3 separate regions of the Mus musculus genome follow, and all the other regions are linked to region 1. The links are chromatin contacts, called in public promoter capture Hi-C maps. All regions are on one chromosome and are shown on one strand. The core of a region is the stretch at or near the end of the contact, and the rest is flanking DNA. Distances in the headings are between cores, read along the strand shown.

The links. Promoter capture Hi-C pulls out the DNA fragments that hold promoters and counts their contacts.
Region 2: a contact with region 1 is called in a promoter capture Hi-C map of liver, with 5 times the contacts expected there. The contact joins the promoter of Nagpa here to the promoter of Olfr15 in region 1. A contact is called at or near these places in 3 of 39 promoter capture datasets (frontonasal cranial neural crest, liver and maxillary cranial neural crest) and 2 of 9 other capture datasets (liver and macrophages).
Region 3: a promoter capture Hi-C map of pre-B cells shows a contact between it and region 1, with 4 times the contacts expected there. The contact joins the promoter of Rogdi here to the promoter of Olfr15 in region 1. A contact is called at or near these places in 2 of 39 promoter capture datasets (liver and pre-B cells).

What each region holds. Positions count from the first base shown.
Region 1 is chr16:3,836,382-3,841,325 of GRCm38.p6, reverse strand. Olfr15 (olfactory receptor 15) reads right to left here and starts at 2,351. Exons shown (of 1, transcript NM_008762.2): 1 at 1,413-2,351. The coding sequence starts at 2,351. The coding sequence ends at 1,413.
Region 2 is chr16:5,201,818-5,206,761 of GRCm38.p6, reverse strand. It overlaps Nagpa (N-acetylglucosamine-1-phosphodiester alpha-N-acetylglucosaminidase), which reads left to right and starts at 2,750. Exons shown (of 10, transcript NM_013796.3): 1 at 2,750-2,865; 2 at 2,963-3,421. The coding sequence starts at 2,780.
Region 3 is chr16:5,011,376-5,016,319 of GRCm38.p6, reverse strand. Rogdi (rogdi homolog) reads left to right here and starts at 2,767. Exons shown (of 11, transcript NM_133185.2): 1 at 2,767-2,857; 2 at 2,946-3,017; 3 at 3,811-3,893; 4 at 4,025-4,079; 5 at 4,628-4,708. The coding sequence starts at 2,813. Glyr1 (glyoxylate reductase 1 homolog (Arabidopsis)) reads left to right here. Exons shown (of 16, transcript NM_001079814.1): 16 at 718-2,418. The coding sequence ends at 792.

The DNA of each region.
Region 1 (4,944 bases), core at 1,102-3,601:
GGCAGGCAAATACAATAACAGAAATGGAAGCAAAGCGGCAGATCCTTTGAAACTACTTCTAAAACCTATTAATTTTCTCTTTTCTAATAATGTAGCTGCTAAACAATTGTCCCATATTAATATAGCTTCTGTCTAGGCATAGGGTGTGTAAACTGTGGTGGCGGATGAGCGGTTTTTTTGTTTTGTTTTGTTTTGCCATTCTAGCAATGAGCAAAGTCATTTAAGAAAATAAAAGAAATACTTGAAGATACAAGAAAAGGAAAATAATAAAAATTGGAGAGGAGTCTCAGAAGAAAATTTACAAGAGCTTATAAGTAAATTTGAAGTATATACTAAGGTAAGGACAGAGGAGGAAGTACGCGAGAGAAGAGGAAGCCACCACGAGGGGCGATAGACCATGAGTACATGGCCAGGAGAAAGAGCAAGTATCTGGGGTACATTGCTGGGGAGGTAGCCAGGCCAGCAGTTAGAAAAATAGATTAAAAATAACCAAAGTCTGAGTCCCATTTATTTGTGAGCTAGTCAGGGATAAGCTTAAATTGCTTGTACTACATACAATATAGGTGTTATTGTTCCAACACACAAGTTTCTTGAGATAAGTTTTGTTCTAAACCAGTTGCTGGATTTCTGGGACAGTAGTGCTGGAAGATTAAAACTTGAAACAGAGGACATGCTTAATGGACAGACTACCCTCCTAAACTTGCTTAAGGAACCATAGCATATCCCATAGTCCACTGACTCATAGCAAACCCGATGGCTCTGGCTGTCAGCTGCAATGATTTAAACAAAGCCAGATGGAGACATTTTAGGCTAGTATTGAAAGGCAAATGGTCTTGCCTATCTTTTCTTATTAATTATCACATTGGATAGAAGGTAAATTTGGATGCAGACATACAGAAAAGGATAATCAGGTGAGAAGGAGATGGGAAGCATGAATAGTTAGCCTGTATGTAGTACTAAGAAGAGACAGAGAACCGGAACACGATGGTGGATGGCTAAGATACCAAGATGAATTCTATTTTCATCTGAAGTTGATAACGTGTGGTGTCAATTCATGGAATTACAGAAAATTATACAAGAAACTTCACGTTTCTTTCCTTAGGAAGTAAAAAAAATTCATCAGAATTATGCTATAACACATAATGTGGACCTCAGAGTCAGGGACACTGAAATGGATCTGTTGTAGGTCAATAGTCTCTGGACCTACAACGATACATATCTGCCCTGTTACCTGTGGTCCACAGTCGTATTTCTGGAAAATAAACAAAGAATGTCTCAAGTAACACTAACCATCTTCCAAATGTGTAGAATTGTCAGGAATATGCATTGGCTTTACTGAAGACAGAACTTCTCATAAGAAAACAGAATGCAAGGTGGAGAGGCAATAAGAAATGAAGACGATTGTGCTGTCCTCAGCTGGCTCCTCTTCCTTTCCCCAGCAATCTTCCCAGGGCCCCCTTCACTTCTTTGTTTCTTAGAGTATAGATGAGCGGATTCACCATGGGTGTGACCACAGAGTAGAAGAGAGAAATGAATTTTCCTTGGCTTTGATTACTGCTCTTAGCTGGAAGCAGATACCCATAGATCGCAGAGCCATAGAAGAGAAACACTACCACCAAGTGGGAGACACACGTATTGAAAGCCTTTCGACGTCCCTCCACAGAGCGGATCTTCATCACTGCCTGAGCAATGAAGCAGTAAGAGACCAGGATGACGCTTACTGGGACCACAGTGAAGAAGGTACAAACACCATTGAGCACCGCCTCATTGAGACTTGTGTCTCCACAGGCCAATTTAATCATGGCGGGTACCTCACACAGGAAGTTGTCCACTTTTCGGTGTCCGCAAAATGGGAGCTGGAGAGTGAATGTTGACTGAATCACGGAGTTGCCTAAGCCACCCAACCAGCTAATAGCAGCCAGCCCCCAGCAGAGGCGAGGATTCATGACGGTCATGTAGTGCAGGGGCCGACAAACTGCCACATACCGATCAAATGCCATCACCACGAGCAGTATGCACTCAGTAGCCCCCAGCCAAAGGAAAACATAGAGTTGAGTTACACACCCACCATAGCTGATTGTCTTGTCTGGCCCCCATAAATTTTTCAGCATCTGAGGGACTGAACTGGTAGTAAAGGCAAGGTCTAGAGAGGAGAGGTTGCTGAGGAAGAAGTACATGGGTGTGTGGAGCCGAGCATCAAGGCGCGAAAGCAGGATGATGGTCAAGTTCCCAACCAGCGTCAACAAGTAAGAGGCCAGGATGACAGCAAAAAAGATGATCTCCAGATGGGGATGGTCAGAGACACCCATCAGAATGAAGCTCCCAGAGGAGCTGTTGCTGTCCACCTCCATCACCGGCTGCCTCAGTCACTGAAGTTTGCTCAGGCAAGGGAAGAGGCAGCTACTGCTAAACCTGCATCCAAAGTGCACCTCAGGCTCCGCAGCTAAAGCCCAGTCCACCCTTCCTGGCCACGAGCTTTCATGCAAGCCCTGGTTGTCAGTTGAGCTGGGATGTCAAAAGGGACCTAGCACAGAGATGAAGGGAGTGCCTTGTGAGGACAGACAACAGCTAGGGCAACAGGTCAGAGGGGCAGGTTAGATCAGATACCTTCTCAAAACACCAATTTCCTCAGCCAAGTTTTCTTTTGCTCTAAGAGGGAAACACACAGTGAATTTGGAAAATCTCCCCGGAAGTTACTGATAGATTTCTTTCTCAGGCTTGAAAGGATGGCTCAACATTTAAGAGCACAGAATGCTCTTGCAGAGATTCCAACTTTGGATTTCAGCGCCCTTATCTCACAATAGCCTATAAGTCCAGTTCCAGGGAATCTGACATGCACTTCTGGCAACTGCACATATGTGAACATACCACCCAAAATTCATGCCTACATGATTTAAAATAAAGTCTTTTTTTTTTTTTTTTGGACAGTCTGTCATTATACAGCCCTAGGCAGACTGGAAGTTGCTGTGTAGACCAAGCTAGCCTTAACAGAGATCCCACCTGCTCTGTTTTCTGAGTATTGAGATTAAAGCCATGTGGCACCATGACCATCAAAATAAATAATCTTTAAAATAAATAATCTTTAAAGAAATTCCTTTTCTCTGTCTTTTATAGTCCTCTCTTCTCAAATTAAAACTCCTGGTCTGGAAAGATCATCATGTGTCTATCGGATCTCAAAAAAAAAAAAAAAAAAAAGAGAGATGGTAGGAGCTGGAGAGATGTTCAGCCATTGAGAGCATTGGTTGCTCTTCCAGAGGACCAAGGTCCAGTTCCCAGCAGCCACCTGGAGGCTCACAACTGTCTGCAACTCAAACTCTGATAGATCTGATGCTTTCTTCTGCCCTCCATGGGCACTGCATACATGCAGCACACATATATACACGCAGGTAAAACATACACACCCAAAATAATTTAAAAAACTAACGAGAATACTGAATATTCACCATACACAAAAAGCATGAATTTGTCAGTGAAGAAGGTGAATATAGAACAAATAAACACATGCCAAAAAAGCTTAAGTCAAATGTGTGAAATATATAAGTGGATTTTCTGTAAGGAAGTTAAATCAATCTACATGTGTCCATAGTAAGGGAAATTAAAATATACCTGATAATTTGAAGTCTACTGTGTTTACTGCTAAACCAAGGAATCATTCTTAACATTCTCAAAGCAGCAAACACACTCTTGTCAATAACAGCCAATTAACATCTCCTTGGGCAGTGTGTGTGTGCACAGAAGTCAGCCTTAAGTGTTATTCCTCAGAAGTGGTACTCTTTGCTTTTTTAATCAGGGTCTCTTATGGTAACCTAGGGTTTCTTGGTTAGCCCCACATGTTTTCCCTGTCCAGTCTTGGGATGACAAGGTGTACTGTCACATCTAACTTCTTCATACCACCACAGCTGCCTTTTTATGTAGGTGCCGTGGATTGAACTCAGGTCCTCAGACTTGTGTGACAAGCACTTTACCCACAAGACTGCTATTTCTAAATATAAGAAAACCAAGATCTTTTCTCTTCTTTTGCCTACTAATTAAAAGGATCTAAACAGTAAATAATTCATGGGTCACCTAGAAACCAACAGTTGGGAGAGAATTCTGTCGTTTCTCTGAACTGTGGCCTGTCTGTTCCATGGGAACTTCAGCTACTGGCCTAACCAGGGAAGTGTGTAGGTGAGCTTAGGGGCTTTTATTGCAACTGTCAAGGGCCACTTGACTAAAGATTGAAACTGTCCTTTTTAATCCACATATAGCAAAATATTGGTAATCCTGATGCTAGAATCCACACAGAACTTCAAGAGGATTTTATGTATATGAGTGTATGTGCAGGTGCATGTGTGCACGTATCTGGAGGCTAGAGGACAACTTTTGGGTGTCATTTCTTCTCAGTCACACTACCATATTTTCTGAGACCTGCGGCTTACTCTTGGATACAACTAGCCCCAAGGATGAAGCACACAACAAAGAGAAAACAATGGACCCAGACCCAGAGTCTGAGGACTTGGCAGTTGATGGCAAGAGTTCAGTTAAGCCGGGTGTGGTGGTGCACGCCTTTAATCCCAGCACTTGGGAGGGAGAGGCAGGTGGATTTTTGAGTTCAAGGCCAGCCTGGTCTACATAGTCCAGGACAGCCAGGGCTACACAGAGAAACCCTGTCAAAAGAAGAAGAAGAAGAAGAAGAAGAAGAAGAAGAAGAAGAAGAAGAAGAAGAAGAAGAAGTCAGTTAATAAGTATAGAACAGTGCCCACAACCACAATTAACTCCCTGGGTACAAGACTTACAGGATGAATGGCAAGATCTGGTGTGCCCCATGAGGAGCAGATTCTATTAAGTTAGACTGGTTTGATCCCCTCTGCCATACACAGGAACATACATTGAAGGAATTAGGATGGTACGGCATACTGGAAAAAGAGTAATATGTCCAGACCTCCCCTTGGGGAAGTGTATGAG
Region 2 (4,944 bases), core at 1,501-4,000, 1.4 Mb before region 1:
TAGCCCCAGAGGCAAATACAGGGTCCCCAGAGCAAACTAGCTAGCGAGACTAGTCATGGAGGATTGATTTAGAGGCCTTTCCTCAATAAATAAGGTAGAAGAATGATCATTATAATTCCTGATATCAACCTCAGGTGCAGACAGACAGAGACAGACAGACAGATAGACATGAATTATTATGTAACATAGAGTAAATAGTAAATTAATTTGGCAGCTGTATTTCTTTGCCTTTGCTGGTCCCCAATAACCACTCAGAAAGGCTAAGATTTATTAAAATTGCCTTGATCCAGATACTGAGCAATCATTACTCCATTCTAACCTGCAAGCTGGCCAGCTTCCTCCCACTCATATCCCTGTTACGTGCATGTCTCCTCTCTTGCTCCAGCTCTCTTCTGATGCTTCCTCAGCCTCTCTTCATGGCTTCCCTCCTTCCTTCCTGTCTCTTTCTCCACCCCTCCTAGAATCACAAGTTCCACCTATTCTCTCTAAAGCTCTGTATTGGCCTGTTGGCTTTTATTGGCAAGGCAGAGAACGAATAAGGAACAATGTTTCTACAAACTTGAGACAGAAGCTTCTCAGAGTTAATATAACAAAGCCATGTGCACAGATGGAAACCAGAGAGTGAGATGAAGAAATCAGCATTTGAAATAATACAGGGGTAAACTTTACACGTGTACAAAAACATTTCGCCAGCTCAGTTGTCGGCCAAGCTTGAACAGGATAGCACCTCTGGGGGGAGAATCAGACTTTGAAAGAGGTAAGAGCAAAGTCAGTACTTGCCTTATCAGTAGCCTGCTCCTGACAGCCAGAGAACTTCTGGAGTCAGGGAGGATGCTGGCAGGCCTGGCTTGCTGGCTGCCCGCCTTTAGCAAAGAACAGAGACATGGCCCTGCCGCATCGACACAGTGGTATCAAAGCAGATCAGCTGACACCACAGCCCCCAGAAGCAGCCTCTGAACAGCATTCACAGGAGTGAGCTATGCTTACTTCAGACCTCAGAGTCATTTGTGAAGAGCTGTTTGCTGGCTCTTAGCTGTGTGAGCTTCTAAGAACTAGCACGCCAGCCATGCAGGCTCTCTGGAGATCTCAGAAGAATCTGGGCTCAGTCTGCTGCCTGCCTCTGAGTGGCGGTGGCTGTTGGACATCTTAGACATCACTTGGCTTGTGGCTGCCCCTCTCCAGTGGCTGCAATGCCTCCATGTGGCCCTGCCTCCCCTGTGTGTATCTGCCTCTTCTCAGTACAGCAGTCAGACTAGGTTTGCAATCCCCTGAGTTCTAGGATGACCTCATCTAAACAAATTGTGCCTAAGAAACCCAGACATACAAAGAAACCCATTCTGAGGCCTTGCAAAGACCATGAGTTTTGGGAAGGACAAGGCTCAGTACAGATGGCTGAGCCTGATCACACACAGACCCCAAGAAGCATGGCTCTGGTTTCAAGCACACACACTGCTCACTGTAGACAGAAAGGGGCTTAAACCTATTCAAATCCCTGGCACCTACTAGATTGACAATGCCCCTGAGGAGGTCAGGAACTGGACTTTGCGTTGGGCTCTGCCTTTGGGTAAGCCCTAAGAAGAGCAGCCTCTGACAGGCAGCACTGAAGCACAAGCCGTGCTTCAAGGGGACACTCGCCAGGAGGATCCCAGGCTCGGGACTTACTATAACACAGGACACTTGTCACCTGAAAGCTTGAGTCAGTCAGTTATTATGGTCTGTGTGTGAGATACAAGTGGGTGCATAGGCAGTGGTGCACACATGTAGATCAGACTTTCTACAGCCAATTCTCTTCTTCCTCCTCTCCATGGGTTCAGGGTCTTCATCTCAGGTTGCACAGCGAGTTCATTTATGTGCTGTGCCATCTCGCCAGTCGTTCCTATATCCTAGAGGAAAACTAGTTTCTTCTGGTCAAGAGGAGGAAAGAGTGGAGACCTGTCATTCTAAGATACCCAAAACAGGGCCAGGTTGGGGACCTGTGCCTTTAATCCCATCACTTGGGGATTAGGTAGAAGCAAGAGGCTCTAGACCAGTCTACACACTGAATTTCAAGCCAGCCTACCTATAAATCAGAGACCCTGCTTCAAAAATAAAATTAAACAAAAACGAAGATAAACCAAGCTACCCAAAACACAAGAGTTAATCCAGTCAGACAGGTCTAGCAAATGCTAGGATGAAAGGTGTGCACCACCACGAGTGGGCTGCAAGCCTCTCTCTCTCTCTCTCTCTCTCTCTCTCTCTCGTTTGTTTTGTTTTTCGAGACAAGGTTTCTCTGTGTAGCCCTGGCTGTCCTGGAACTCACTCTGTAGACCAGGCTGGCCTCGAGCTTCACTCTTAAAAGTTCCTCTTCCTCCTCCTCCATCTTTTCCTCCTCTTACCCCCTAGGCTCCTTTTCCTCTTCTTGTCTTTCAGATAAAGTCTCAAGTAGTCCAGACTGGTCTCAAACTAACTAACTAGCCAAGAATAGCCAACCTCTTAACTTCCGATTCTCCTGCCTCTGCTGAATGCTGGGGTTGTGGCGTGGGCCACCACTTCTGGTTTGTGCAACACAGAAGGAACTAGGGCTTTAAGCACGAGAAGCAAGTTCTGTACAGACTTACACAGGCCCAGCATCTGTTCTTGCAATTTTCTGTAAGTTTGACATAATATGAGAATAAAAAGCTATCTATCTCCCTTCCAGCCTTACCCTCTCTGATGGAATTCGAATGCGTAATCAAAGCACCCAACAGCCTGGCCTGGAATCACGTGGGGCGAGCCCACGTGACCGGAGCACCAATCCAATATGGCGGCGCCCAGGGGGCCCGGGCTGTTCCTCATACCCGCGCTGCTCGGCTTACTCGGGGTGGCGTGGTGCAGCCTAAGCTTCGGGTGAGTGCAGCCGCCGGGGCCAGCCTGGCTGGGGTCCACCTTTCCTGAGCGCTCTCAGGCACAGCCCTCCGACCTCACGATCGCCCCGTCCCTGCAGGGTTTCCCGCGACGATGACCTGCTGCTGCCTTACCCACTAGCGCGCAGACGTCCCTCGCGAGACTGCGCCCGGGTGCGCTCAGGTAGCCCAGAGCAGGAGAGCTGGCCTCCGCCACCCACGAACCCCGGCGCCAGCCACCACGCGGCCGTGCGCACCTTCGTGTCGCACTTCGAGGGGCGCGCGGTGGCCGGCCACCTGACGCGGGTCGCCGATCCCCTACGCACTTTCTCGGTGCTGGAGCCCGGAGGAGCCGGGGGCTGCGCGCAGAAGCGCCGCGCTACTGTGGAGGACACAGCCGTCCCGGCCGGTTGCCGCATCGCTCAGAACGGTGGCTTCTTCCGCATGAGCACTGGCGAGTGCTTGGGGAACGTGGTGAGCGACGGGCGGCTGGTGAGCAGCTCAGGGGGACTGCAGAACGCGCAGTTCGGTATCCGACGCGATGGAACCATAGTCACCGGGTGAGGAGGCAGGGAGCCCCGGGGCTGTAGAGGGCAAAGGGTCTCTGATGTTCTTTCAGAGCCATGCCTCCGAGTCCAGGTCCCTAACCAAACTTCCTGTCTTTCTTCTTCCGAGTAATGACGCTGACACCTTCCTTCCTTTAAGTTTATTCATGTGCCACTGAATAATCTGTGATCAGGCCGTGTGTGGGGACTTGGGGAGGCGACCGTGAGCCTGAACACAGTTTGTGCCCTAGTGAACTTTGTGTAGTATTAGAGAAACATTTCGTGTTCAACGAAGCCATGGAACCAATTGGAAATAGTGTAGAGTTTATGGAGCAGTCCCAGACAGCTAGCTGGAGGCCTTTTGCTGTCCTGATAAAAATCCAGGTTAGACAAGGAGCTTGTTGAGGGCAGCCTTTGGAAGTTTCTGTGTTTCTTGAAATTTGACAGCAGCCAGAGTTGACAGCAGGCAGGCAGGAGTAGAAGGTAGCGCCATCTGGTGTTCCAGTTCTCTTCCAAGGTTCCGTTTTTTGCCAAGGCTGGGAAGTGGGCTTTCCCCAACTCTTCTCAGCCCTTGGTTGCAATTTCTGGGCCTGCCCATGTATCTGGTTCTTCATCCTTCAACATCAGCCAGTGTCACCACTGTTGATCTTAGGTTTTCACAGATCCTAAAACTTCTGCCAGTGACCAGCGCCTGCAGTTTCTCTTCCCTGGCTCTGTCCTTCAACCTCTCTACATTCCAGCCATCTCCCTTGCTCCTCTCTTGGACTCCCTTCCAGACTTGTTGTCATGATCACTGTCTCAGTACCCCTATTGCTCCTTTACAATGGTCCACTGACCTGCTCACCTCCTACTTTTTTTTTTTAAATGTGTGTGCATCTGTGTGTGCCTGAGGGGAGACCAGAGTTTGATTTCAAATGTCTTCTATTCTCTTTTCCTCCATCTTATTTTCTAACACAAAATCTGAATCTAGAGATCACTGGTTCAGTTAACCTGGCTGGCCGGCAAACCCCAGGGCCCTCCTGCTTCCCTCTGTCCACCCCACCCCAGCACTAAGGCTACAGTGTGTGCTGTTCCAGCCAGCTTTCTCATGGGTGCTGAGGATCTGAACGCAGGTTCACATGTGTGGTGGGAAGGCTTTTACCCAATGCTCTGTCTTTCCAGCCCATCCTCCCTTGTTAACTGCCAAACAGCTGCCTATCCTGTCCATGTGTAGCTCACTGCTACTTCTTTTATTATGAGGTCAGCACATGTTACTAAAGATGGCAAGAGAAGAAGGTTCTTTCATTGTGTCATAGCTATAGCTCAGGAGGAATTTTATTTCCTGTGTAGGCACACAGGAGAGCATCTTCCAGCTCACACTCCAACTGAACTAACTGAACACCTGCCTATATATCCAAAGAAGGGGTGTCAGTGCCAATCACAGCACACCTCCAGTGCAAATGAAGGTTTGTGTTTGCACCAATCACAGCCTTGCCTCTTTAGCATGCATCACAACAAAGTCCTCCTAGACTATCAGGGGATATGCTCTCTTGGCCAAG
Region 3 (4,944 bases), core at 1,518-4,017, 1.2 Mb before region 1:
AAACCCAAACCCTGGGGCTGATGGATCAGGACTTAAGAGAACCAGCTGCTTTTCCAGAGGGCCGGGGTTCAAATTCCAGCACCCATATGGCAGATCATATACATCTGTAACTCTAGTTCCAGGAGATCCAAACCCCTCTGAGAGCACCAGGCACCCACATAGTGCACAGACATACATGCAGGCAAACAGACACATGAAATAATAAAATAAATTTTATAACTGAATAAAACAAAAGTAATAAAATAATGTATGTAGGCTCTAAGGTAATAAAACAGAGATAGCTGGTATATCAATGGGCACAGCTGCTGTGTTGATGAGCACAAAGGAGCCTTTGGAAAGGTTGGTTGGGAGGTGTCAGCCATTTTTTAAGAAAGGGCACAGTGATCCTGAGTATAATACAACATCCTCGGAAGACTGCATTGAGGGCTGTCACCTTGACTCCTAACAGCACTGAGCACTTCACATGTCTGCGTATAAATAGAGCCATGAGGGTTGTGACTGTTCCTTCTTCAGGTGGGGCTGTGGCAGAAGCCCACAGGCTAGGCCATCTGCTCCACATCAAGCCAGTATTCATACCCACATATCTCAAGCTCTAGGTCCTGCCTGCTAAGCAACAGGCTAGAACCATCTGGAAATGGCTCCAGGAATCAGGGCTCTACCACATAGTAGCTCTGTAGCTAGAGACCAACCTCTACCTCTTTTATTTTTTTTTTTCAGGTATACAAAAGAGCCAAGGCACTGGACCAGTCTGACAATGATATGTCTGCCGTGTACCGAGCCTACATACACTAAGCCTTGCCTGCCCATCTACCCTCCCATCTTCCCTCTGACCTCCCCTCCCAGTGTGGGGTCAGGGTTCTGGGACTAGCTCTGGACCAGTCACCTGTCTCCATTTCCTTTTATACAGACTTTGAAACTTGCATCAGCACAGTACACAGCAGCACCCTGTCTCCCTGAGGCCCTGGCCAGGGATAAGAGGATCTATCTCTCCTGGTGGCTGTGAAGAAGCTCTTGAGCTGGGCCTTGATTGACCCTGGAGCAGGAGGTTGTGGATTCTCTCTGTTCCTCTGTGTTCTCTGTCTCTGTCACACACACACCCAGGATAGAAGCTACCCAGAAACTGCTGCCTGGCTGTTCTTGCAAGCTTAGCCCCCTTCTGGTCAAGAGACTGGAGGGACTAGAATTGACAGGGAGCACTGGAAGCTTTCAACTTCCCCAGGACAGAGACTGGCCCCCACTGGGCCCCTGAAAGGAGAGGCCCCTCAGCCATCATGAACCAACAGATTCCCTGAGGAGGCTCTGTGGATCACCAGCTGAGGAGGATTTTCCTGTAGACACTACCATTACACCGCAGCTCCCAGAGTGTCTCTGTGAACTGAAGAGAGACCAGCATAGCCACATAGACCCCTCTTCAGGGGGAGCAGAGTCTACAGTCTTCTGTCCTGAGCCTGTTCCTCCCAGGAGGTTTCATTTGGATTTGCATTCCAGCCCAAGGGAAGGGGCCGTAAGGGCCTTGGGAGCAGTGAAGTGTATGGGCGGCTCCTTCCTGTTTCCATTACGCCAGGCTCTTGAGCTGGGCTACCTGTTCAGCCTGCTCTACACAGGTCCCCTGCATGTCCCTCTTCCCCTTTTCCTTCCATGGAGATATTTCTGTCCCATCCTCTTTTGACCCAGCCCCAGCCTGATCAACACCAATAATAAGCATTTCCTAGATGAGCATTTCCTAGGCTGGGCTTTTGATGAGGAACCTTACTTCTGCCAGTGGTTCCAAGTTCTGGGTTTTTTGGGACTTGAAGCATTTCTCCTTGAAGAGGGGACCAGAGAGGCTTAGAATGTCACACGAGAGGAATCACCCGAGGAAGCCTTCCTCCTCATGAGTTTGGATTTTCAAAGCCACGATTTAACTTTTCCATCTGGGATAAGGATCTCAGGACATGGGCACGGGGCAGGGGATGCTTGTGGAGTTCAGTGCAATTGTCCATTCACTGGGATGCTGAACAGTTTCTGTCTGGACACAGCCTGTCTTGGTCCTGGGGGCTGGGGGTGGGGAAGATGCTGTAAGAAAACCGGTTAGTCAATGTTGTCTTAATATTGTTGACAATTCTGTAAAGTTCCTTTTTATGACTATTTCTGTTTAAGCTATTTCACCTTTCATTTTGAAACCCTTTCCTTTTATGGAGAAAATGTGACACTGTGGAAATGCTTGTAAGAAAGCCCCTACTCCCGCTTTTCCTTGAAATGACAGATCTAGGTGATTACGGTTGTGAATTTTTATTTTCACTTTGTTTTTAATGAACATTTGTCTTTCAGAATAGGATTGTGTGATAATGTTTAAATGGCAAAAAAACAAAACATGATTTTGTGCAATTAACAAAGCTACTGCAAGAAAAAAAAATAAAACATTTCTTGGTACCATAACTGTATCATTGTACCCAAATGCTAGGGGGACCTAGGTAGGAGCCAACTCACCTGATTCTTTCCCGGTGGAACCCTGGGCGGGCTCCATCTAGCCGGACAATACTGGAATAACTTGATGGACGGCCCCGCCGACCAATCAGTGGTGGCCAAAGCCCGGGTCCCTGCTGAAAAACAGGGATTGAGGCGGGCGGATAGAAGGCGAGGCGTGGCCTATCCGTCTAGCCACTCACCAGCCAGGACTAGAAGCTACAGCCAGTCGCTTGAGGCGTAGCCGGCTTGAGGGCGGAGCTTGTGCCCTATTTGCCAATCGGTCACGGGAGGAGGCGAAAAAGGGGCGGGCGTTGCGCGCCAAGCTCCTGACTACAGACCTCAGAGACGGTGCGCGGCTAGGAGGATGGCGACCGCGATGGCTGCGAGCGCCGCGGAGCGGGCAGTACTGGTGGGACGCGCTCGGCGGGCAGGGGGCGGCGGGCGGCCAGCCGACCGGCGGCGGGGATGGGATGGGTTTGACGCCGCGCTGTCCGCAGGAGGAGGAGTTTCGCTGGTTACTGCACGCTGAGGTGCACGCCGTGCTGAGACAGCTGCAGGACATCCTCAAGGTAACGCTCCCGCTGGTCCCGCCCGGCCTGCCATCCTTCCTATCCACCGGGTCCTGCCAATCGCACACAGCAGATGCTGAGCGTGACCCGTGCAGATACCCACTTCTGAGAGTACAGTTCAGACGCAGACATGCTGGCATGTAATTACACAAGCAGTGGGCACCAGGTCTTGAGTGTGAACTATCTTCGAAACTGACATTTATCTGTGAGCAAGCAGGGTAGTGGTGAAAGCTTGTGATTTCAGCACTCGGAAGAGTGAGGCTAGAGGTTCATGAGTTAGAAGCCAGCCTTAGGCTCCATTGTGAAACACTGTCTCAAACAAAACAGTCTCAAAACAACACTGATAATCCGAGCTCTGAAGTGATCTCAGCCAAGTTACCCGGATTTCTGAGCCTGTTCCCTTACCCTAACCAGGCTCACACGTCTGTTTGTGAAGATAAATAAACTATCTCACAGAATGCCTAGGACAGTAACCTAGCAAAGCCTGTTACTGTGACTACTGATTGTCTGATTCGGGGACTCTGCTCCCCACACATATCACAGCACTCCAGCTTTCTAGGCACTGTGCCTCTCTGTTCTGTGTTCCACCTGGCTGCTCATGATATACTCAGGACTGGAATGAACGGGTCTGAGCTCATAAAATCTTGGAGGTTTAGTAGGGCAGAGGCAGAGGGGCCAGGTCAGGCCTGCCCTCCTCGTCCCTTCCCCTGCTAACCTGGCAAAGTATCCAGGCCTTGGAATGGAACACTGGCCAGACTGAGGTGAGGTGTTGGGACTGCGCTGTCTTCCACAGGAGGCCTCTCTCCGCTTCACTCTCCCAGGCCCCAGCACCGAGGGCCCTGCCAAGCAGGAGAACTTCATCCTGGGCAGCTGTGGGTGAGCTGGGTTGGGCAGGAGCCTTTGGAAGGGGTGTACACCTGGGGGGAGGAAATGCCCAGGGTACGGTGGGGCAGCCTGCAAGGGGAGGGAGCAGTAGCAGGCGCTCCTCTGACTCGTGTGTGTTACAGCACAGACCAGGTGAAAGGGACTCTGACTCTGCAAGGGGATGCCCTCAGCCAAGCGGTGAGTCCCCCAACAGTCCAGCTGGTGACAAGGATGGTGATGGCTTAGCTCTGCCACCAGCTAGCTCTGTGACCCTGGCTCTGACCCTTGTTGTCTCTGACCTGTTTCCTTGTATGTCTGTAATGTCACAGGCAACCCTCACACTACCTCATGAGATAGGCTTTAGATCCCAGGAGGGGAAGGACAAGAACCTGATGGCATTACACTTAGTTCAGCCTGGCATCTGGACCCTGTGAAATACAAACTTTGGAAGCCTAGGCAGGCTGGCCCCGCATCAAAGTTGAATGAGCCACCACCCTCTGATCTAAGGCCTCAAAGGCCCTGGGGGACAGCCCGTCCCCACGGTTCAGACTACACCACTACCTCCTGTCCAGCTCTTCCCCTTTCTCAGCTTCTCTCGCCCCCCCCCCCACCACCACCACCACCACCACTTTGTGGTTCTTCCTGGGTCTGAGTTCCTATTTCTTGACATTCCTCTTTATCTCCCTCCTGGCTGGCTGAGGCGCCTAGGGCCTCAGCCATCCCCCCACTGCATTGCTGGCTCACAGGATGTGAACCTGAAGATGCCTCGGAACAACCAGTTGTTGCACTTGGCCTTCCGGGAAGACAAGCAGTGGAAGCTGCAGCAGGTGAGGTCCAGCACTCAGCCTGGGCGGCCCAAGGCAGGCCCGAGCCAAGGCCTCCCTGGACAAGTCTTGCAGTGGGGACTTTGCGACCACAGCAAATATAGCAGAATTGGGGGTAGGGGGGGGCAGAGTCTGCTCCACATTAGGGATGTGAAACCAGCCCTAGTTTTGCGACTCTGGCCATGTTAGGACAGCTGAAGGTCCCTTTGAATGTCACTTAACAGGGGCTTCCCATGTAC